Regions from separate parts of the Zea mays genome. Here regions 2, 3 and 4 are each linked to region 1. Evidence: chromatin contacts called from public Hi-C data. All regions are on one chromosome and are shown on one strand. The core of a region is the stretch at or near the end of the contact, and the rest is flanking DNA. Distances in the headings are between cores, read along the strand shown. Region 1 holds the start of LOC100272382 (Cyclic nucleotide-gated ion channel 2). Region 2 holds the start of LOC100194005. Region 3 holds the start of LOC100191170. Region 4 holds the start of pho1 (starch phosphorylase1).

What was found. Hi-C and Micro-C count contacts between places; a contact is called where the count stands out from the background.
Region 2: a Hi-C map of leaf shows a contact between it and region 1, with 6 times the contacts expected there. The contact joins the promoter of LOC100194005 here to the promoter of LOC100272382 in region 1. A contact is called at or near these places in 5 of 25 Hi-C or Micro-C datasets (leaf and tassel).
Region 3: a contact with region 1 is called in a Hi-C map of leaf, with 5 times the contacts expected there. The contact joins the promoter of LOC100191170 here to the promoter of LOC100272382 in region 1. A contact is called at or near these places in 3 of 25 Hi-C or Micro-C datasets (ear and leaf).
Region 4: a Hi-C map of leaf shows a contact between it and region 1, with 8 times the contacts expected there. The contact joins the promoter of pho1 here to the promoter of LOC100272382 in region 1. A contact is called at or near these places in 11 of 25 Hi-C or Micro-C datasets (bundle sheath, ear, endosperm and 2 more) and 1 of 3 datasets of contacts at active chromatin or transcription factors (leaf).

Annotation. Positions count from the first base shown.
Region 1 is chr1:285,087,288-285,089,987 of Zm-B73-REFERENCE-NAM-5.0, reverse strand. It overlaps LOC100272382 (Cyclic nucleotide-gated ion channel 2), which reads right to left and starts at 1,307. Exons shown (of 7, transcript NM_001357632.1): 1 at 1,082-1,307; 2 at 266-944. The coding sequence starts at 1,122.
Region 2 is chr1:285,248,498-285,251,376 of Zm-B73-REFERENCE-NAM-5.0, reverse strand. It overlaps LOC100194005, which reads right to left and starts at 1,563. Exons shown (of 5, transcript NM_001359363.1): 1 at 1,234-1,563; 2 at 418-670.
Region 3 is chr1:284,895,636-284,898,335 of Zm-B73-REFERENCE-NAM-5.0, reverse strand. It overlaps LOC100191170, which reads left to right and starts at 1,448. Exons shown (of 4, transcript NM_001136605.1): 1 at 1,448-1,999. The coding sequence starts at 1,674.
Region 4 is chr1:284,928,025-284,930,850 of Zm-B73-REFERENCE-NAM-5.0, reverse strand. pho1 (starch phosphorylase1) reads left to right here and starts at 1,437. Exons shown (of 15, transcript NM_001309854.1): 1 at 1,437-1,825; 2 at 2,522-2,754. The coding sequence starts at 1,609.

The DNA.
Region 1 (2,700 bases), core at 58-2,557:
ACATGCGTGCCAATGCCAGCGTACTGGAACATCACCCAGCATTACACGTCAGCTCACTGCTGGGCGCTGTTGTACGTACCTGCAGCGTACGTACTCGTGTGCCCTACACACCGCTGCAATTGTCTCAGAACGAGGCAATAGGCATGTCCACAATTTTGGGGGGCGTTTGATCCCTCTGACCCTCACCTACAGTGCTACAGCAGCGTCTGGGTGACAAGAAAACGGTACGCTGAGTTCGGATGCCATCGTCGGCAGGGCAGCTGACCTGCGGGATGGGGAGGATGACGAAGAGGTCGAAGCAGAGGCCCTTGACGGAGCGTGCGTAGTGCGCGGCGACGGCGCGGGCGTCCCACACGAGCTTGCCGCACCCGACGACGAGGGACTCGCGGGAGACGTAGGCGAGGCGGAGCTGCAGGAGCACGTGCGCGAGGTGCGCCACGTCGGCGCAGGTCCGCAGCGCCGTGACCGCGGAGGCGAGCCCGGCGTCCATGTAGAGGCAGGGCTGGCCAGCGCGGCCGATGGAGAGCGCGTAGAAGAAGAGCGGGTCCACCGCCAGCGCGGCGGCGCGGCCCAGCAGGATCCAGCGGTTCCAGCGCTGCACGCGCCTGCTCCGCGGGTCCAGCACGGGCCCCAACAGCCACCGCGCCGCGTGCCGCTGCCGCGGCGCCGCCGCCGCCGCCGCCGCCTGCGCCTGGCCCTGGACCGGCACGAGCGAGGACCCCGCGTCGGCGTCCCAGTCCGGCGAGTGCACCTGGTCGCACGTCGTGGAGTGGAACGCCGGCACCCCGGGCTGCGTGCACGCGTAGCACTCCCCGCCGGACGGCCCACCCGCCGACGACCGCCCGCTCATTCCGCCGCTGCCTCCGGCCTCCTCGTCCCGCGCCACCTGGTCCGGGCTCCCCTGGTCTCCACCACCACCACCACCACACGCTCGCGCGAGAAGCCTTTGCCCATGAAATAAACAAACAAACAACAGACACCACGGTTCAGGATAGGCACTCCGATGTCCGATCGGAAGTCGAAACCATTGGCGCAAACTCGAGGAACTCGGTTCCTCCAAGGCTCGCAGTGATGACTGGACCTCGCGGGGAGGGAGCGGCGGAGGAATGCGAGGCGAGGCATCTCGTCCCGACCACGGCGGGGACCATGAAAAGGCGGCTCCGCTAGTTAGGCGCGCGCGCCGGCGCGATGGAGGGAGGCGCGGTCCAGCAGCTAGTGAGCGGCGGAGCGGACAGCGGAGCTAGCCTGCTGCTGGCGTCGCGCTCGGCGTGGGATGTGGTGGATCAGTGCCAGTGGATGGAGGCAAGTAGTAAAGAGGAGAGAGGTGAAGGGTACAAGTACAAGTGTGCCGGGGCCCAAGGACATGCCGACGTGGCGCGTACGTGCACCGTCACCGATATACCCTTCGCTTCGCGGCCTACACACCTACCGGATTGACGGGAGCGTTTGTTCGTAGTGGGGCGGGCCTCGTAGCCATAGCTAAGCGGCACGTCGATCTACGGGAAACGAACGTTCTGTGGTGGCGCGATCAGGCGGCAACCGTGATCCGGTGCCCGCGGTGCTTTGCAGCGGGACTTGAGCCCGAGGTCCATGCATTGGTTAGGTAGGTCCACAGACTGGACGGTGGGGCGACCGGGAGCCTGCCTGGGCCTGAAATGGTTATCATCTGTGAAAGCTTCTATTATCTTTTTTTAATATATATAGCGGAAAACTTTTACTTTTTTACATGGTCAGTGCACTGCAGCTCTACATTTTTATTTTTGCGCTGCCTTTTTAAAGAGAGAATACAAAATGTTGATACGTTGCTCACAATCACTGCAGAAGGCAATATTGGGTCTGTTTGGTTGGTTTCTCTCGCCAACCTGGTTGTGTGAGCCAGGATGACTGGAGCCTGACTCTGGAGATGCGACCAATCTGCTCGTATCTGGTGAGCCTGGCCCAAGGTGCTTTAAGGATCGTGCGAGTCTGGATCCAAATCTACATGCAGGCAACCAAACACAGAGCTCGCACGCGTATAGCCTGGCTCACAGCAACCAAACAGTAGCTACCCGCATCCCGCGATGCAAGCACGCGCAGATGCAGACAACCAAACACACCCATTAAGAACCTAATATGAGTACCTAGTGCTACGGCTTCCCCCTTTGTACTGACACTCTAGGTCTGCCCCACGCGCTCCAATTGGTTCTCCCGCGTAGGTACCACACAGTGCAGAAAATAGTGTAAACCAAGCACTCAAACCTGCACCCCCTTGCTCCAGAAATTTGAGGCTAACAACCAAACCACACATACCTTAGTGTTTAGAAATAAATAATAATTATATAACAACCGTAGCAAAGCATGAGCAACTGGTTAGTCATTGCAGAAGGCCAAAATGATTGTTTTAGAGTAACTCCATGTCTCCAACCACATGCCTAACATAACCACTACTTTTTATTTGAGCCCATAGGAACATCCCTACCTTGTTGTAGATGGTACCAATCTGACTCGGCACGAGATCTCTTCCGCGAGGACGAGTCCAAGTCCGTTTGGACCGAGATGGTGACCGAGTCCCTTCTCGATGAAGGAGTGGAAAGATACCTTGGAACTCGTCCTGTCAACGACTCTGACTCCCCTAAGAATGCCCTGGTGCAACCTAGATCGGATCATCAAATGACTCGGGAACATCCTATGATAGTGCCAGAGACACATGAGCATGTGAAC
Region 2 (2,879 bases), core at 314-2,813, 160 kb before region 1:
CTCCAGATAAATTTAGTGATGATTACTGAGAGTATATGCATGAAAAGACAGTTTCACTCAGCTGGATGTCACGGCTTTATTGTGGCAGTTTGTGCATTTCAAAGCATGATGTCTAACTCCAATTTGCAATTCCATTACCAATTTCATGGGGCACAAAACATGAACTAAAGTAATGAACAGATACTACTTGTTAATTGTTAATTCTACTGGCATAAGCACAAAAACAATGCAGACATATTGTGTAGACAGTTTGAAGATGTTCAGGTATACATTGCCATCTAAAATTGATGCTCCAATAAAGAACAAAATATGGAACTTTTGGAAGGAAGCACAAATGAACAGCTACATTATATCAAACACAGGCTAACAGTGGCCAAAAGAAGTCATTAAAGAGTATGGGTTTCATTGACTAATTACCAAGTTAACAAGCCTGCTGCCTGCACTAATGAAGCCCCGATTCACATTCCCACCCCGGCATATAGCCAAGTGGATTATGTGACCTTCCCAGCACAGCACACCAGCAGGATGTTTGTGAGCCCCGCAAGACAAGCAAGCACAATGCGTATCTTCAGTTCTTCACTGTGTCGAACCAAATGGATACCTCAACCTGCTTAAGTGGACGAGCAGCCAATAGTAACCTGCTGTGCTGAATGCGCTCGCGAGAAATTACCTGCCCATCAAATGATTAAGACACTGCAGTGAGTAAGGTAAAAGATCTAAGGAACAAGATGCACAATGCGTTGTGTCACACACACACACAAAATGCAAGATCGATACACGCTACCCCTTTCCATGATCAAGCAAACACGCAGAAGATCAAAAGAAACATGACAGAAGGCCCAAAACAACGAAAAAGAATCTATACATGTGCAGCTGTTTGGATGCCAACTCGCGAGACTGGAAGTGAAGAAGAGAAGACAAGTCAACCCCCGACAGTTGAACGCACTTGATAAATCCTAAGAACCAGTTCCCTCACAACTGGGCCTATCATTACCAAACGTGGAAACCGAAAGGCCGCGAAGGTTAGATGCAATTAACAGCTTCCTGCCGCCAATCGAACCCGAATTTGACACGCGAACTAACTGCAGCAGAAACCCAATCTCTAGAAAAGAAAAGAAAAGAAAACGGAACCTTGGACGGCTCAAAGAAGAAAGGAAAGAAAAAAAAAGGCGGAAAAAAGCTGCGTCTTTTTCACAAGAAGCGAGCTAAGACCAGCGGAGTAAAAATTTTCACCTCATCCACTCTTGGCGCTGCGCTGCAACGGGTTGAGCCTGACAACCCTGAGCATCCGGCGCACGAACAGCCTAGCTGGCAACAGCACGCCCATGGCCCGCTACGCCAAGCAGGAGCGCGCGCCCAAACCTTGGCAGGTCCCCCCAAGTCGCCGGCCGAGGTGGGATTCTTGCGGGAGAAAGGAGCAAATTCCACGGGCGGGGAGCAATCGAGCTCGACGCACGGAGGAATTGCGGCGGATCCGGGATGGGGGTCGGGGAAGGAATTGGATCTGATGGGCCAGGGAGGCGGACTGGGGGAGCGAGAGGGAGCGAGAGCAAGAGGAGAGAGAGCGAGAGAGAGAGGAGGAGGAGGAGGAGGAAGTGCGTACTGCTGCTGGGTTCTTGTTCTTGTTTTGTCTGGACAAACGACTGCGTGGTTTTCTCACTCCTTTCTCTCTTCCTTTTGGGGTTTTTGGATGGGTGTTGTTTGGTTATGTGCTCTGCCTACTACTGCCTCTGGCTTTCTCTCTGCCTCTGTGGGGGCGTTGCCTACTGCCTCTCTCTTTTGCTCTCTCTCTCTCTCCTCTGAGGAAGGGAATGGAACGAGACCTTGTATCTAAACTACGTGCAAGGACAGGCAGATTTGTTGACATCTGGTCTTTGTATTCTCTCTCTCCTCTGCTGATCCTCGCCCACTTTTATCCCCCCATCTCTACGCTCCCCACCCATTCCTCGCCAGAATAAATGGAAATAAAACAGACAGACACTTGTTTTCCCACCCCCCACCTGCTGGTGTCTCCATCAGAATTTTTTCCCTCCGGAACTACTAGCCATGGGATCCTTAGATCTAAATTTTATTCCGGTCACTTTGAATGTTTGAGGCTGATTTTTAGAAAGGCTAATTATAATATTATCGTAAAACTTGTCGTACAAGTCGTGACTAGTTTATAAGATAAATTTATCAACCTAATCGATTCATAATTCAAGGATGTAAATATACACTAGTCGTAAATTAATTATTAGCCAATATTGTATATATATATATAGGCAATGTATCCTGTGTAAAAGGTTCTCATGTGTAAACATGCTAAAACGCCTTAACAACCTTTGGATCCAGAATCAAAGGCTAATTTTAATCCCACCTAACCACCACCGCACCAGATTACTAGGAGGGGTTCTTTAGAAAAAACACAAGATTATCAGGTGGGATTAAGATTAGCCTTTGATTCTGGATCCAAAGGTTGTTAAGACGTTTTAGCATATTTAGAACCTTTTACACAGGATACGTTCTCATATATATATATATATATATATATATATATATATATATATATATATATATATATATATATATATATATATATATATATATATACACTAAGTGGCATCTGACCACACGATGTGACCCCACTAAACTCTAGTGAAGTACGTAGTATCACACCACGCATTCTACATCATCGGCCGTGGTAGCTGAAATAACCAACCTGTTTCAATAAAACTGGAACGAAAATAGCCAGCTGATTTAAAAAAAAAACGTGTCGTGATTATCTCCGTGTTTCCCTCGGTGGCCGTAGAAAGACAACAAAGGACTCCGTCCGGAGGCGATCGCGATCGCGACTCGTCATGAGAGAGAGAATCTGTCCGCTCCGCTCCCTTTGCTTGCTG
Region 3 (2,700 bases), core at 199-2,698, 190 kb after region 1:
ACCGGACGTGTCTAGTGCATCGCCGGATGGCTCACCGAACGAGGCACCTAGAGAGCATTTTAAACCTGCACTTCATGCACTAGACGTGTATGGTGAAACATCGGATAACGAACTTAGAGAGCATGTCAAATATACACTTCGGTTCTACATGCATCAAACGTGTCTGGTGGTATTTTTGGTGTGCACTAGATATATGATAGATGTAATGGCTAGTTTATTAACATTGAGATTGTTGTCATTGGGAAGGCACTAGACGTGTCTAGTGCAAGGACCAGCGACGCACCTGACATGTCATGTCAGGTGCTTTAGATTTTTGTCCTCCAAAAGGAAAATGTTGGATTTCAAATTGAGGGTATAAATAGACCTCTTTGGTCAGCTTTGGCTAGCACCCCTTCACTCATTACACTTGATAACACCTCTTGGGATGATAACATAAACAAACTCCACTCGCTTTCATCTTACAAATCATCATTTGGGTGAGACTGGAGAGCTTCTAGTGTATCTCATATAGTTGTTACATCTTGTGGTACTAGTTGAGCGGATTGGGCCGGTTCTACTCTTGTTACTCTTGGTGATTGTCGTCACCGATATGGCCTAAAGTTTATGGGATCGATAAGCGAGTATTGGACATTGTTGTCGGCTTCAATAATCTATTATGAGGGCTCTTGTTCTCATTACCCATAGGAGATTCAAAAGAGCAATGTCTAGTAAAATCATGGCTTGTTTGAGTGTCTCTTTAATGTGATTCTTATGACACTCTTATTGTCGGCTTGACGTGTGACGTCAATTAGCGTGTTGTTGGCGATTCTTATGTCAATTGGATTTTACTCCGCAAGAGCACAGAAACCAAATGTATCCTTTCACCGAGAGTATTCTAGGTGTCGTATTTTTCGCAGGAAAGCGGCACGCTAGAGATAAACTAACTCAAACTTGAATGAGTTGTAAACTTGATAAATATATACACTAGTATTTAGACGGGCTAAGTATGTATTCCAAAGATAGAAAACTATGTGTATGGGAAGAAATAGATAGAGACCCGAGGTTAGTTTATAATTAGTTTTATAATTAGCCTATATGTAATATATGTAATTATCGTTCAAACATTCGATGTGACATGAACAAAAAAATTTAATTCGCCAAATTGTTACTCCACAAACATACCATTATCATTTTTTTTCCTTATATTCCTTGCCAAAAAAGTGAATATTCTAGCTGTACTGCACAGCACGCGCGGCCTTTTGTTTTAATTTTATTACAGCCAATTCCTTCCGTCGGAAGAGTTCTCTGACTAAAATGTCACCTTTGCCCCTCACCCACTGAAGACGCGACCGTGACCGCGAGAAAGTTCCAAAAATACCTAGCCTACCCTAGCCTCCGACGCGTCTGCCCCGGACACCGATAAAAAATCTTGACAGCAACGCTTCGTTGATAAAATTAACCTACCCCGAACAAAACAACGCGGCGGCACCACACTAAAAATCCACCACTCCCGAGCAGCAGCAGCACGCTGCTACAAAAGGCACGAGCACAAGCAAGGCAAACCCTCTAGCGAGAGCTTGCTAGCCACACCAGTGACAAAGAGTATACTCGCCCGATCCCGCCGCGCGCCGCAGCTAGAGCCTAGAGCTAGGAGGTCGATCTGATCGCATCGGCCGGGGTCTGCCGCCCTGCCCATGGCCGGCGCCGCCGGTGACAGGTCGGAGGAGGACGTCGGCGCCGACTGGCCGTTCGGTGGCGTCGACGCCTTCACGGAGTACTCATCCTTTTTCGCGGAGCCCGGCTGGCCGGGCGGCCTAGCCGGGGAACTCATCCCGGTGCTGGATCTGCCCGAGGCAGCAGCACCGCTGCCCGCCCAACTGTCCACGGAGCCATCGGAGGAGCCTGCGCCCGCCAGGTCGGGGGACGCCGGCGCGTCGTCGAGCTCGAGCGGGGACGGCGCCGCGCCGGGGAACGGCGACGGCGACGACGATCGGAAGGCGGCGCCGGCCGCCGAGGCAGCGTAAGTGCACGCGCGGCAGCTTCTGCACCTAAGGTAGCATACGCCGGCGAGCGGCAGGCAGCAGCAGCAGGGCTATAGTTTCGGAGCACCACCGCGTGAAGGTAAGCGAGACTCCGCAACGCGTTTGTGCACCGCGCGTCCGGGACGGGACGGGACGGGAGGGGCAATCTCGTCAAATACCAGCGGGCGCGGGCGGCGGCACATGTCCACGCAGATCCGCGATTTGCGTGCGCGGATTGACCCAAGTTTCACGCGGTTTCATTTGTTTTCTTCCCCGTCTATCTACTCTGTTCTGCCTTTTATTTTTAATTCTGCGTGCTGCATTTCCGTATATATACTGTTCACGTCTCCGTATGCATATGCACGAGATTGTTTTGTTTTGTTCTGTTCGGATTCGAACGCAGTCTGTGCATCTTCATTCGCGTGTGTCAAATAGATCCAAATCAACGGTTTCATTTCAAAGGTGCATGTGGTCAAACTAATGGATCATATATATACACTCCAAAACCTGCTCCAAAATTTGTTCATCGAAGAGAAGGGAAAAGTACGCATGCGGCATACATGTATCTGTCATGTGTATGTCTACGACTCATCTAGCTATGTGTCTATGTTCTAGCGCGGGGCGACGGATGGAGAGGTTTTGTGCTTTCCTCCTCGCTCCCACCGTCCTTGCTGATCTGTATGCTGTCATCAGCAACGCT
Region 4 (2,826 bases), core at 188-2,687, 160 kb after region 1:
CGGACGAAGTGCAGGTCAATCTCCACATGATTCGTGCGCTGATGCTACACGAGATTCGTGATGAGGTAGACAGCGCAGACGTTGTTGCAGTATACGATGGTGGCGCACTGAAGGGGCTGTGGAGCTCGTGGAGTAGCTGGCGCATCCAGGATGCCTCCACCACGTCGTTGGGCACAACACGGTTCTCGGCCTCTGCGCTGGAGCGGGAGATGACGGGCTGTCGCTTGGCGGCGCAGGAGACGAGGTTGGCGCCTAGGAACACGACATAACTAGAAGTGGACCGGCTTGTGTCGGGACAGCCAGCCCAGTCAACGCCAGTGTAGACCACGAGCTTCGACGTCGGGGATGGTCGAAGTAGGAGGTCGTAGTCGAGGGAGCCGGGGAGGTAGCGCAGGACTCGCTTGAGAGCGTTGAGATGGGGCTCCCATAGGGTGTGCATATGCAGGCACACCTGCTGGACTGTGTAGGCGATGCCGGGTCTGGAGAAGGTGAGGTACTGGAGCGCGCCGGTCAGGCTCCAGTAGGACGCCGCGTCGGTGACCGGGGGCCGTTGTCCTCAGAGAGCTTCGCCTGAGTGTCGACAGGCGTGGAGCAGTGCTTGCAGTCGGACATGTTAGCCCGCTCCTGGATGTCGATGGTGTACTGACGCTGGTGAAAAAAGAGATCCTGGAGCCGGTGTTTGGCGGTAATATCGAGGAAGTGATGTATTATAGTGAAAGAGTAGGAGGATAAAATATTACTTTAAGACCACAAATAAGCTAAAGTAAATTAGCATTGGTTACCTTATTTTAACTTATTTATGATAATAAAATAATATTTTACTCTCGTACTTTCTATCATAATCCAGTTTATATAATTTAGAAGAAGAACAAACGTGACCTTGACATCACCATGAACTGAATTATGCAAGGAGCCTCACATTCCGAGGCGGTCCTGCTGTTGAGTGTGTAGCGTAGTATCCATCACTCAAATTGATTCACCGTAGTCTTAACTCTTAAGGGATTGCTAGAGAACAGGCGAACTGCAACAAACTGAACAATGCTTGTCTTGTTTCCTGTTTCTTTCGTGTACGTCCCTTTTCATTTGGTCCGACTGACGCCCACAGTCCGCATTACCATACAAACAAATGATTGTAAAAAGGCCAAAATACTCTCGAAAAGGGACTTTCGAAAACAAAACAACAACAACAAAAGCATATAAAACAAAATGCTTTTGGAGAAGAAGCTTTCACGAAAGACGGCCGGACGTCGAGAAACATGACAAATAGTTTCAGAAAAGGAGGACGATTCTCCACCGTTGAAATGCGGGGGAAGGATACAAACCGACCGAACGGTACATGAACCACGCGGCCCCCACGGGCCAGCGGGCTCTGACGTGGGTCCACCGACCAGTAGCACAACACATGCACTGGCCACCGTCGGACCGAGGCACGGACACTTCACGCACCTTGCAGTTGCAGCGGCGGTGGCACGGCAACAGGGAGGAGAGAAGAGTGAGGAACTGAGGATAGAGATATTTTAAGCGCCCCTCGATTTCCTTCGCCTTGTCAACTAGCCCTCGCTCATCGCATCGCACGCATCGCACAGACACTCCACTGCACGCGCAGCAATGGCGACGACCACCTCGCCGCCGCTGCAGCTCGCCAGCGCCTCCCGCCCGCACGCCTCCGCCTCCGGTGGTGGCGGCGGAGGTGGGGTTCTCCTCGCTGGCGGTTCCGGAGGTGGGGTCGCGCCAGGTTGGGGTCGAGGGCGATTGCAGCGGCGGGTGTCAGCGCGCAGCGTGGCGAGCGATCGGGACGTGCAAGGCCCCGTCTCGCCCGCGGAAGGTACGTGGCTGCGCCCCCCCTGCCGGTCCCGGTGCTGGATGAAGTTTGGGTACCAATGCGATGCGGGTGTGTGATCCTTGTGTAGTGCGGTGCGTGCGCTGGTGGGCTCCCTGTTGCGGAACGCTCGTGAACTGCCGATGCGGCCACGCGGGTGGGGTTAACTGGGGCAGTGGCGGTGTTGTACGTGAGCATTGTCCGTCTTAGCTTTTTTAATACGTTTGCGGAATTTGCAAATGAACTTAAAAACGTTTTTCTCAGAATTCAGTAAAACTGGGATTGCTCTGATGGCATTTGCACCGAACAGTCCAACACCATGTGTATAGCGCAAGTTCGAAGAATTATGTGCGTGGTGAATCGAGAACTCTAATTTGTTTGTAGAATTGTGGAATATGGTAACTAGCAGAGTTGGGCACTGATGTGCTTCTAGGACTAGCGAATCATACCATAAAAGCAGAATAATCTGTGATACTCTGTAGGCGTAGGTAGCTGCAAATAAGCAGAAAACACCTTACCATTAAATTTCAACCATACATATATTGTTGCAGGTAATAGAAATGTGTGTGCCATATGTAGGTGGCTGTGCAATGATTTTCATGCAATTACAACTGCTTCGATGACCTTTCCTTTATTGAGAATGTAAATTGCATACCATGTAGGTAAAAATTTAAGATCCTAAAATTATGTCTTGCAATACAGGGCTTCCAAGTGTGCTAAACTCCATCGGCTCATCTGCCATTGCATCAAACATCAAGCACCATGCAGAGTTCGCTCCCTTGTTCTCTCCAGATCACTTTTCTCCCCTGAAAGCTTACCATGCGACTGCTAAAAGTGTCCTTGATGCGCTGCTGATAAACTGGAATGCGACATATGATTATTACAACAAAATGAATGTAAAACAAGCATATTACCTGTCCATGGAGTTTTTACAGGTGACACAACCTTCTTTCTCTAACCTCACTATTCATATTTTGCTAATTGAGTCCTTATGTTAATTGGTAATT